Linked DNA regions of Canis lupus: region 2 is linked to region 1. Evidence: chromatin contacts called from public Hi-C data. All regions are on one chromosome and are shown on one strand. The core of a region is the stretch at or near the end of the contact, and the rest is flanking DNA. Distances in the headings are between cores, read along the strand shown. Region 1 holds the start of LOC119872360. Region 2 has its middle 150 kb from the start of LRRC8C.

What was found. Hi-C and Micro-C count contacts between places; a contact is called where the count stands out from the background.
Region 2: a Hi-C map of skin fibroblasts shows a contact between it and region 1, with 3 times the contacts expected there. The contact joins the enhancer-like site here to the promoter of LOC119872360 in region 1. A contact is called at or near these places in 5 of 9 Hi-C or Micro-C datasets (amygdala, blood, liver and 1 more).

The regions. Positions count from the first base shown.
Region 1 is chr6:59,161,703-59,166,796 of UU_Cfam_GSD_1.0, forward strand. It overlaps LOC119872360, which reads left to right and starts at 2,183. Exons shown (of 2, transcript XM_038538912.1): 1 at 2,183-2,662; 2 at 4,362-5,057. The coding sequence starts at 2,583. The coding sequence ends at 4,524.
Region 2 is chr6:59,348,896-59,353,453 of UU_Cfam_GSD_1.0, forward strand. No RefSeq gene overlaps it. Among named protein-coding and RNA genes, the nearest start is that of LRRC8C, 150 kb to the right of the region's middle. Within about 2 kb of position 1,581, at least 4 of the 20 cell types and tissues checked have an H3K27ac peak or open chromatin away from gene starts, as enhancers often do.

The DNA.
Region 1 (5,094 bases), core at 933-3,432:
GTGGGCTGAGATCATTGGCATTTCCTTCCACTGCACTCTTAGTATCTCTCTTCCTAGATTACCAACTTTTTTTTTTTTTTTAAGATTTTGTTTATTTATTCATGAAAGACACAGACAGAGAGAGGCAGAGACACAGGCAGAGGGAGAAGCAGGCTCCAGGCAGGGAGCCCGATGCAGGACTTGATCCTGAGACCGCGGATCACGCCCTGAGCCAGGGGCAGGCGCCCAACCGCTGAGCCACCCAGGTATCCCCTAGATTACCAACTTTAGTCAATATCGATTGATTCCACAGTTTGAAAATAAGCATGTATCTCATACTACCCTCCTCTTCCTAATGTTCAATAGCAATAATAGCTTTTTATTTTCTCTATTAGAACTATATGTTTATTTTTCAAATAAGGACTCAAATTTCTATTTTTTAAAATCGTTTTTATTAATATTTTATTTATTCATGAAAGACTAAATCGCTGAGCCACCCGGGGCTGCCCAAATTTCTATTTTTTAAATAGAGTATCCATGCATTTCCTTTTCTAGAAAAGGAAGATATTCCCCCTTCCCATTTTGGGGGGACCAATACCTTGCTCTCTTTTTTGTTCCACTTTTCCTCTGCCTTTCATTTTTGTCAGCACCACTTTACCACCAACAAACTGTTAATGTTTACATTCTGTACTGCAACCACAAAATATTCTTTTCTACTCTGTGTACAGGTTGACTTTAGAAGCTAAAAGCCTATATACTTTCTTCCAAAGTGTACAGTGTGAATGGGGGAGCGGGTAACTTTACAATGGAGAAGCCTGGCAAACACTACCTCAGCCAGGTTATCAAGGTCAACAAGAGTGGTAAGTTGATAAGTCATGTTGATAGTAGGCTTCCTTGGTTTGATGTGACAAAATGGCATTTTACCTTTGCAATGTTCCCTGCAAAACCCATAACCCCGATCTAATCATAAGAAAAACATTAAACAAATCCCAAATGAGGGACATTCTACAAAATACCTGTCCAATACTCCTCAAACCTATCAAGGTCATCGGAGACAAGGAGAATCTAAAAAAACTCTTACAGCCTAAGGAGACAGGATAACTAAATGCAATTGGAATGGAAGACATTAGGGAAAATCTAAAGAAATCTGATAACATATGATACAGTATTAACTAAAGTTAATGATAAGATATCAATATTCATTCATTAATTATAACAAATGGATAATACATAAGATGTTAATAATGGAGGAACTCTCTATCTTTACATTTTTCTGTAAATCTATAACTCTTTTAAAATATAAAGTTTATCGGGACGCCTGGGTGGCTCAGCAGTTGAGCATCTGCCTTTGGCTCAGGGGGTGATCCTGGGGGTCCGGGATCGAGTCCCACATCAGGCTCCCTGCATGGAGCCTGCTGCTCCCTCAGCCTGTGTCTCTGACTCTTTCTGTGAGTCTCTCATGAATAAATAAATAACATCTTTAAATAAATAAAATCTAAAGTTTATTAACATATAAAATAATGGAAACAAGCCAATATGCTACATATATTTTATGATCGATACGAACATTGTTCAATATTAATATGCTAGGATGACATTTCCCATGAACTCACTGTTATAATCCCTGGGTCTCTCAAATAAGGCTATTTCTAACATCAAGGTCAAATAGCTTGCCTCTTACACTCTGTTAATTGCTTATATTCATGCCTGACTGTAGTTCGCTTCATGTGTGGCCTCTGACTTTATTGTTCAGGATTTGCTTTTTCCCAAGTTTTCCAATTGCCACTTTATCTTGCATATTCTAGCCCATGGCACTTTCTGCCTCACCCAACCATAACGGTCCCCTTTCACTTTTTATCTTTCAGATATTTTTTTTAGATGTCTACTCTGTGGGCTTCTATCCCTTCTCCTCACACACTTTTTATTTTCATACTTGTTTATGTTTTTTCCAGTGGAGTCTTAGCAGGGAGGTAAGCACACATAGGCTCACTCTCCTGTCTTGAAAGAGAGGCTTTTTTTTTTTTGTTTAAGCTATTTAGAAAGAGACTTAACTGATTTTTTTTTTAAGATTTTATTTATCTATTCATGAGAGAGAGAGAGAGGCCGACTCCCCACAAAGCAGGGAGTCCCTTGCAGGACTCGATCCCAGGACCCTGGGATCATGACCCAAGCGGAAGGCAGATGCCCAACCGACTGAACCACCCGGGAGCCCCATTGAAAGAGAAGCTTACTTCGTCTTTTGTAGTTTCATCTGCAGTCCTGATGAAGAGTGAACTAGCTGAGATCGGGCTTGAAGAAAAGAAAGTAGCTTTTCCTCTGAGAAAACACCAAATGGATGACACTGGTGCTGTGGGAGGGCCCCGGAGGGCCCAGAGCCCCTGGGATGGGAGCAGCACCCTGGCTGGGGTCTCCCCCATGGTGGAGCCCTGGCAGAGGCAGGATGGAGAAGGAGGAGTGTATCCCCGTCAGTCACCCAGCTGGGCCGCCTGGTCAAGGAGGCGGGGATCAAGTCCCTGGAAGAGATCTGCCCCTTGCCCGCCATCAGGGAGCCTGAGATCACTGACCCTTCCCAGGGGGCATCCCTCCCGGATGAGGTTTCGAAGATGACGCAGCCCCTTACTGGCCAGCGATCGGGGTTCAAGGCGTCTGTTGCCGTTGGAGCTCACACTGGAGACGTCTGGGGGTAAGTGCTCCCAGGGCGTAGCCACCGCCCCCCGGGGGGCCACGAGCTCTCCATCATCCCCATGGAGCCAGGCGACCAAGGGCACAAGGTGGCCAAGCCCCGCTCTGTCCCAGACGAGGTGCCCCGGCCCTGTCCCCAGAGGGCCGGCCTGGCCCCGTGCCCAGCAGCTGCTGATGCCAGCCAGGCCTGACAACCGCACTCCTCGGCCAGGGGCTGCACTGCCGCCCTGGGCAACTTGGCCCAGGCCCGTTGCCACCATTCCCAAGACCCACAGCTCTCTCACCCCTGACCTCTGGAAAGACACGGTGATCACCAAGGAACTCACTGGCTGTCTTGTAGAAATCCACAGCAGAGTGTCCGTGCAGAGGCCCTGGGCGCCAGCTGTGCCATCACATAGTCTTATACAAGAAAAATAAAGTGGGGGCACCTGGGTGGCTCAGTCGGTTAAGCAGCTGCCTTCAGCTCTGGGCATGATCTCAGAGGCCTGGGATCAAGCCCCGCATGGGGCTCCCTGCTCAGTGGGGCGTCTGCTTTCTCCCTCTCCCCCTGTTTGTGCTCGCTCTCTCTCGCTCTCTCTCTCTCTCTCATAAATAAAATCTTAATGAAAAAGAAAGTGAATTAAATCCTGTTAAAAAGAAGGAAGGGAAAAAAAAAAAAAGAAGGAAAGGAAGGGAGGGAGAAAGGAAGGAAGAGAAGCATACAGAGTCATACTCTGGCCAATATGTAGTCCTTAAGGAGAGATAAATAGTGCATTGGCTCAATCACTGGCCTTCTTGCCACCAGATGTTCCCAGAAGCACATTGTTCTGACCAATCAATCCTCATACTTGTTTTTAAAGAAACACATGAGTGTAGAAAAGTGAGTTGTTTTTAAAGGAAGGTGCCCAGAGCTTCTAAAACAGACCCCTACGAAAAGCACATGCCTGTTTGCGTGGTCTTGGACAAAGGGAGTGCAACCTATAACAAAGAATTACAGCAGAGAGTCCCAGTTGTCAGGCCTAAAGGGCATTGGAAGATCATCTAGCTGTAACCCAAACCTTTGACTTTTCAGATGAGGACAAGGGGGTATTTCTCCAAGGTCACTTAACAAGTGGAAGCCATAAGGCTAGAAAATGGGGAAGGTTAACTAGAGGAGCTTTCTGACACACGCCTCATGCTGAGTCTACTTGCTGTTTTCCACTCGCTTCTCTACAATTTCCACCCCTCCAACCACATCCTTTCAGAAACTCTAAAAAGAGGTATGGAGAGAAGGGCAGGATGGAGTAGGAGGATAAGAGGACGGCTGGAGCCGGGAAGGGGTCTGTACCGGTTTTTTTCCAGGGATCTATTTGCCCTGGCTGGGATCAGTGGACAAAATTACTAACTCCGAAGACTCCCCCTTCTTCCTTCGCTTCTTCTCTTGCTCCAAACCTGCCTGGGAGAGAGAGAATACAAATGGCATAGTTTGGCTCTAGTTGTTCTGACAAAATATGTGCCCTGGCCCTACAGATTCATGATGCTCTTACAGGAGGAAGTAGAGGTTCCTATTTACATAGTATACTATTCTCCCCAAAGCTGTCTTATGATCTAAGCCTTTCCACTGATACAAATTGTTAAGGGAAGAAGGGTCATAATTTTGTGATGTTTCGCTCAGGAATTAATATAAGACCAAGGAATTTGTTCCCATGCCGTTTAATTTCCTTGTTGTTTTTTTGCTTCAGGAAACTGAAGGGGAGAAAGAAAAATGTTCACTATACTTGGCTTCATTTAATTTTTAAAGCTGAAAGTAATGAAGATGTCCTACTGCATGTCCTGTCATTGTCTTCTGCAGCTCTACTCAGACATTTTCCCAGGATGACCAGTGGAGTACCGCGGAGGGTGTAACTGCAGAGCCTAAGGAAGCTCTATTAAATCAACACTCATGGTGCTAAAACACACACACACACACACACACACACACACACACACACACTCATGGTGCTAATGTCCTCCACCATCCTCTGAAGCCCATGGTGAAAATGCACCACTCCTTCCTAGCAGTCAGCTCTGCGATGCACGGAGACCTTACCTCTGCGTGTCTCTGCTAACTCTCATTAATTTTTCTGAAAATGCAGGACAGCTGTGACTCAGCAAAATTTCTTGACAGACAACTTTTGTCTCCCTTAGCAACTTCCCTCTAGCCTTCCAGATTCTTGTCTTTTGAGCTATAAAGTTAGATGGTTCAATACCAGAATCTTGCCAGAAAGTTAGATGGTTCAATACCGAATCTTCTAATTTCTTACTTAAGAATATCAGCAAGTGTGAGCTTGAAAATGAAGTCTCTACATTGAAAAAATTCATTCTGAGGTTAAAATGAAATATTCGAAAATCTCAAAAAGGGTCCCCCTCAAAACCAATAAATGCTTAAATAAACATGATGAGACAGCCATATAAAAGCTATTTAAAAATAAAAAT
Region 2 (4,558 bases), core at 331-2,830, 190 kb after region 1:
GTCCTCAGAGCACACTTGGAACGGCAAGGCTGTACCCCATCACCTCTGTGTCACATCCCTTTTGTCGCCCTGTGATTTCACCCCCAACAAATTTGGTGCTCCCTCTCCTCCAGCTGTTTCCACTCAGGCCCTCTTTCCCAAGCCCTTCCGTAGATCCATCTGGATCATCCATCTTCTCAACTCTTGGTCACACCCACAGAACCCTGTTTCTCTGAGGCTCCAGTGGATTCCTGGCTGTTCTTTCTTACTCACTGATGACCACCCTCACAGCCCCTCTCTCTGTCTCAAGTCCTGTCATCATCCTGGATGTGTTCACAATTCCTGGATGGTCCCTACCACCAGCTTTCCTGGTTTTCCATCTCTAATTTACTTAATCACTTAATCCAGAGATCACTTCCTATGACATATTTTTTTAAAGGTTTTATTTATTTATTCATAAGAGACACACAGAGAAAGAGCCAGAGACATAGGCAGAGGGAGAAGCAGGCTCCCTGCAGGGAGCCTGATGTGGGACGCGATCCCAGGACCTCGGGATCATGCCCTGAGCCAAAGGCAGACACTCAACCACTGAGCCACCCAGGTGCCCCCCCAGTGACCATGTTCTTGACCTGGAAGTCAAACTACCCTGTCTCTCATAAGAGTATTTCAGAAAGGCCATAGTGACCATAAATTCCTAGGCTTCCTCCTCCTTTATTCTTCACCTCTCCTTTTGCTGAGGCTGTGAATTTTCCAGATTCCCTGCAGCCTGGGCCCTGTCTCTGCTCTCCCTCACCTCCTCCCCACCTCCTTTTTTTTTTTTTTTTTTTTTTAATTTTAAAGTTGTTAAAGACAGCAAGAGAGCATGAGCAGTAGTGGAGAGAGGCAGAGGGAGAAGCAAGCTCCCCATTGAGCAGGGAGCCTGACTCAGGGCTCGATCCCAGGACTCTGGGATCATGACCTGAGCCAGAGGCAGACGCCCAACAGACCAAACCACCCAGGCAGGCCGCCTCCTCCCTCCTTAGGTCTGACCCCTGCCAAATGCACCTCCACACCACACAACTCTCTTTCAGAATGTAATTGAAAGGAAAGGAATTAAAGAGCCAGTCATAAAGCAAACGTAGTTTCTTCCCATGATTGCCCTTATAGATCACCCTGAGCGGGGAGTTTCCCTCAGCTGAGACCCCTGGCCACCCCCACAACGTACTGCTCCCTCGCAGATCAGGAAAAGTGCTCCGGTCACCTTCAGGTCTCAGGACGGGCTCAGGTTAGTAATTAGCCCTGCCCAGTCCCAAGGAATACTAAGAACGGAATCAATCAGACGGAATCAGCACGAGAGGGGGACGTGGGCAGCTTCTTCTCTCTTCATGATGCCAGGGCCGCCTCCCTCTTCCAGGTGCAATCTCTGGCCCCTCCAGGATTGGGGGGTGGGGGCGGGAGACAGGAGGGGGCCAGAAAGGTTCTACTGACTAGGTGGTGAGGAGCAGTGGCTGGTGCTCTCAGGGCTGGCCAAGTGTTCCCAGTGGGTTCCTGGTCACAGGGCTACTCTGAGACTGCAGATACCCAGGGCCTGGGGAGTTGGAGCTGCACTTTAGCTCCATGATCTCCTCACGGACTGGCCACTTGAGGCCCCCCCTTAACTCTGTTCTTGGGGGTTGAGCCCTGTCTCAAGAGATACCTTCAGTAATGGCCTTTTGGGGCAAAGTCCCTTTGCGGAGGTTCCAGGTCAATATGCAGCAAACCCTCCTTGTCTGCGCTTCTGTTTCACTGGTAAACACGTACCTTTGACCTGCTGTCAGCGGAGGGAACTTGCTTCCTGAACTGCAGCCTCTCCGTGGTTGCCACAGGCAGCTTTAGTCACACTCCTGCCCTTTAGATTTCCTAGGCAAGGGGCAGACGCCAGTCCAAGTCCCACCTCCAGGGACACATGTCAACTGCTCCAGAAGACCTGCCACCCTCTTGCACACTGTGGGGCCTTGGGGTGAACCCCACACCATCCACCCACCTAACCCTCCTCCTGCAGGTCCTGGCCTCATGCTCAGACTCCCCAGCCTCTTTCACAGGCCGGGGCTGGGTAGCCAGCTGGGTTCTCAAAACCAGTCCGCAGCCCCGTCCTTTGCGCGTCCGGCCTGGCCCGGTAGCCTGCCCGTCTGGAATCCGGGAGCACCTGCGGCCTACTGTCTTGTCAGGAGCAGGGTCCACAAAGTCTGCGTTAATACACCGTGACGGCAGCTCTTCTTGGGGTAGCAATGCCACATTCGTTCTGTAATTCACATTTCCTGCCCTTCTAAAAGATCATCTGCACAAAGTCTGAGTGCACGTCCATGGCATACAACACCTGCCACAGCCTAGTGGTTCTGGGATGGAGCCTATCAAAGGGCTTTTCTGCAACCCTGATTTCTTGAGCCTCAGCCTGCCCAACTCTCCACACCAAAGGTCTGCCTGGGTTTACTCTCAGTGTCGCCTTTCCTCACTTTTTGCTGGGAAGAAAGTACTTCCTCAGTACTGGCTTCCCCAGGAGCCCAGGCAGGCTGTACTTGGCAGCTAAGCAGAGGCTGATGGTCCAGGCTACACCTGCCACAGCCTGGGCACTGCCATCATCTGGCTGCTTCCCAGGCTCATGACCACTGTTCTCTCTTCTTTGTGTCTCCTCCTGGGTCTTGAATCAGTTTTACACAATCGAGGCAGGCTTTCTACCAGAAGGACCCCACCCAAGCTTGGTGCATCCACTGACGCCCGGGCCTCAGGCAAGGGGCCCATCTCCTAGGGCAATGAAGTCTCACAAACCAGGGGGCAGGATTTAATCTCTCAGTTCTGGAATCTAGAAGGCAAACATCAAAGTGTCAGCAGGCACATGCTCCCCCTCCTAGACTTTGGTGGCTGCTGGTGGCCTTGGGCATTCCGTGGCTCCACCTCAATCTCTCAAACTGGCCTCAGCCATCATATGACCTCCTTCTCTGTGTACACCCCTGTGTCTTCGCATGGCCTTCTTTTCAGTACACTAGCCATTGGCTTTAGGGCACATTCTGTTCTGATGTGGTGTCATCGTAACTCATTAAATCCGCAAAGACTGTATTTCCAAAGAAGGTCATATTCTCAGGTCCTGGTGGATGTGGATTTTGTGGACACTATCCCACCAAGCACAGGGGGTACTGGAGGAGTAGGGGCAACCTGATGAGGTAGGAAATGTTATCCTCAGATGAAACGATCATAAAGGGTCTTTCCTCCCTCAACAACCTCACCTTTCTTCCAACATGGATCTAGGTAATATTTATCTTCATTTTGGTTTGCTTTATCTTAGCAGACAAATACTCCATGAGGAAAAGAAAATGTATTTGTGACCAGTAGGAGACCCAGTGGCTTCATCCACACTGAAGACTGAATCATCATCTGAACAGGTCCCAGCCATACTCCGTGTGACACTCAGGTCTCCAAAGGCCAGCCCAGGACTCTCTCTGACTGTGGCCTTATGTATATATATATATATAGAAGGAGTGTTTGGGACACCAAAACATCATTTTTGACACAGAATGAAAACATAGCTCTTACTCCCTAAGCTCCTTTGGTGTTAGAAACAATATCTGCTTCATTCAAGTTCTTTTGCGATTTGACATAGTAGAGGGTGACATCCCTGTCATCCAGCTCCCCGAGTCTACCATTCTGACCTCCCCCTGCCCCAACTGTCCATAAAGGCCCCAGTCTAGGAAATGAAGGAACAGCGGAGGCTGAGTTCCTACCTGCGCTTTCAAGCTTGGGGTGGGGGTGAGGGAGAAGTGGAGGGAACGGTGGGGACCATGGGCAGTAGCCGTGAAAGTTCGAGTGTAAGAGCCTCAAGGGCAGGGACTGGGCCTATCCTCTTCATGCGGTCTAGGGCCTTGTCTGGCATGTAGTGGACACTCAGGCCATATCTGGGGAGTGAAGGATCGGTCCCTGGGATGCTGGTTGTCAGTTCAGCCTGTTTCTCTGTGATGATGATCTTCCCTAGGTCCTGGATTTTGTGAAATAGTTCTTAATCAAAATATGTCCTGGGATTTGGGATTTAGAAATTCTGGTGAGTATTTCAAGAAGGAGCATGAATGGTTCAGATGTTCTCTAAGCTCCTATATGGAAGTACCCCCCGCCCCAAGGAAAGCAATGTGGCAGGGCCTCGCCTGAGGCCCCACCAGGAAAGCCTCAGCCTTAGCCAGCAGGAGGGACTCTGGGGACATTCAGAAATTAGTCTCTATAGGACACAGTGCCTGGCTGGATGTGAATTAGGGAGTGGGAGGAGTCCAGGATTATCATAATTTCCATATTTCCAATAATTCCAATTATTTCCATAATTTCCATAAACTGGCCAACATAGTAGTTCCAATGCACTGGGTACATGATCAATGAAAGACTTGCCTTCTAGATTTATGAATTCAGTTTACCTGAACATCAGGAAGAATTTAAATGTGAATCAATTGTATAACTTGACATCAACTTGCCTCTTTTATCTGGGGTCTAGGGTAATATTTGGTAAGATCACCTATCCCTACCCTCACCCCCAGAAATCACATTTTCAAAGTTAATTAAGAAGACACCTGTTTATAGGCATTAT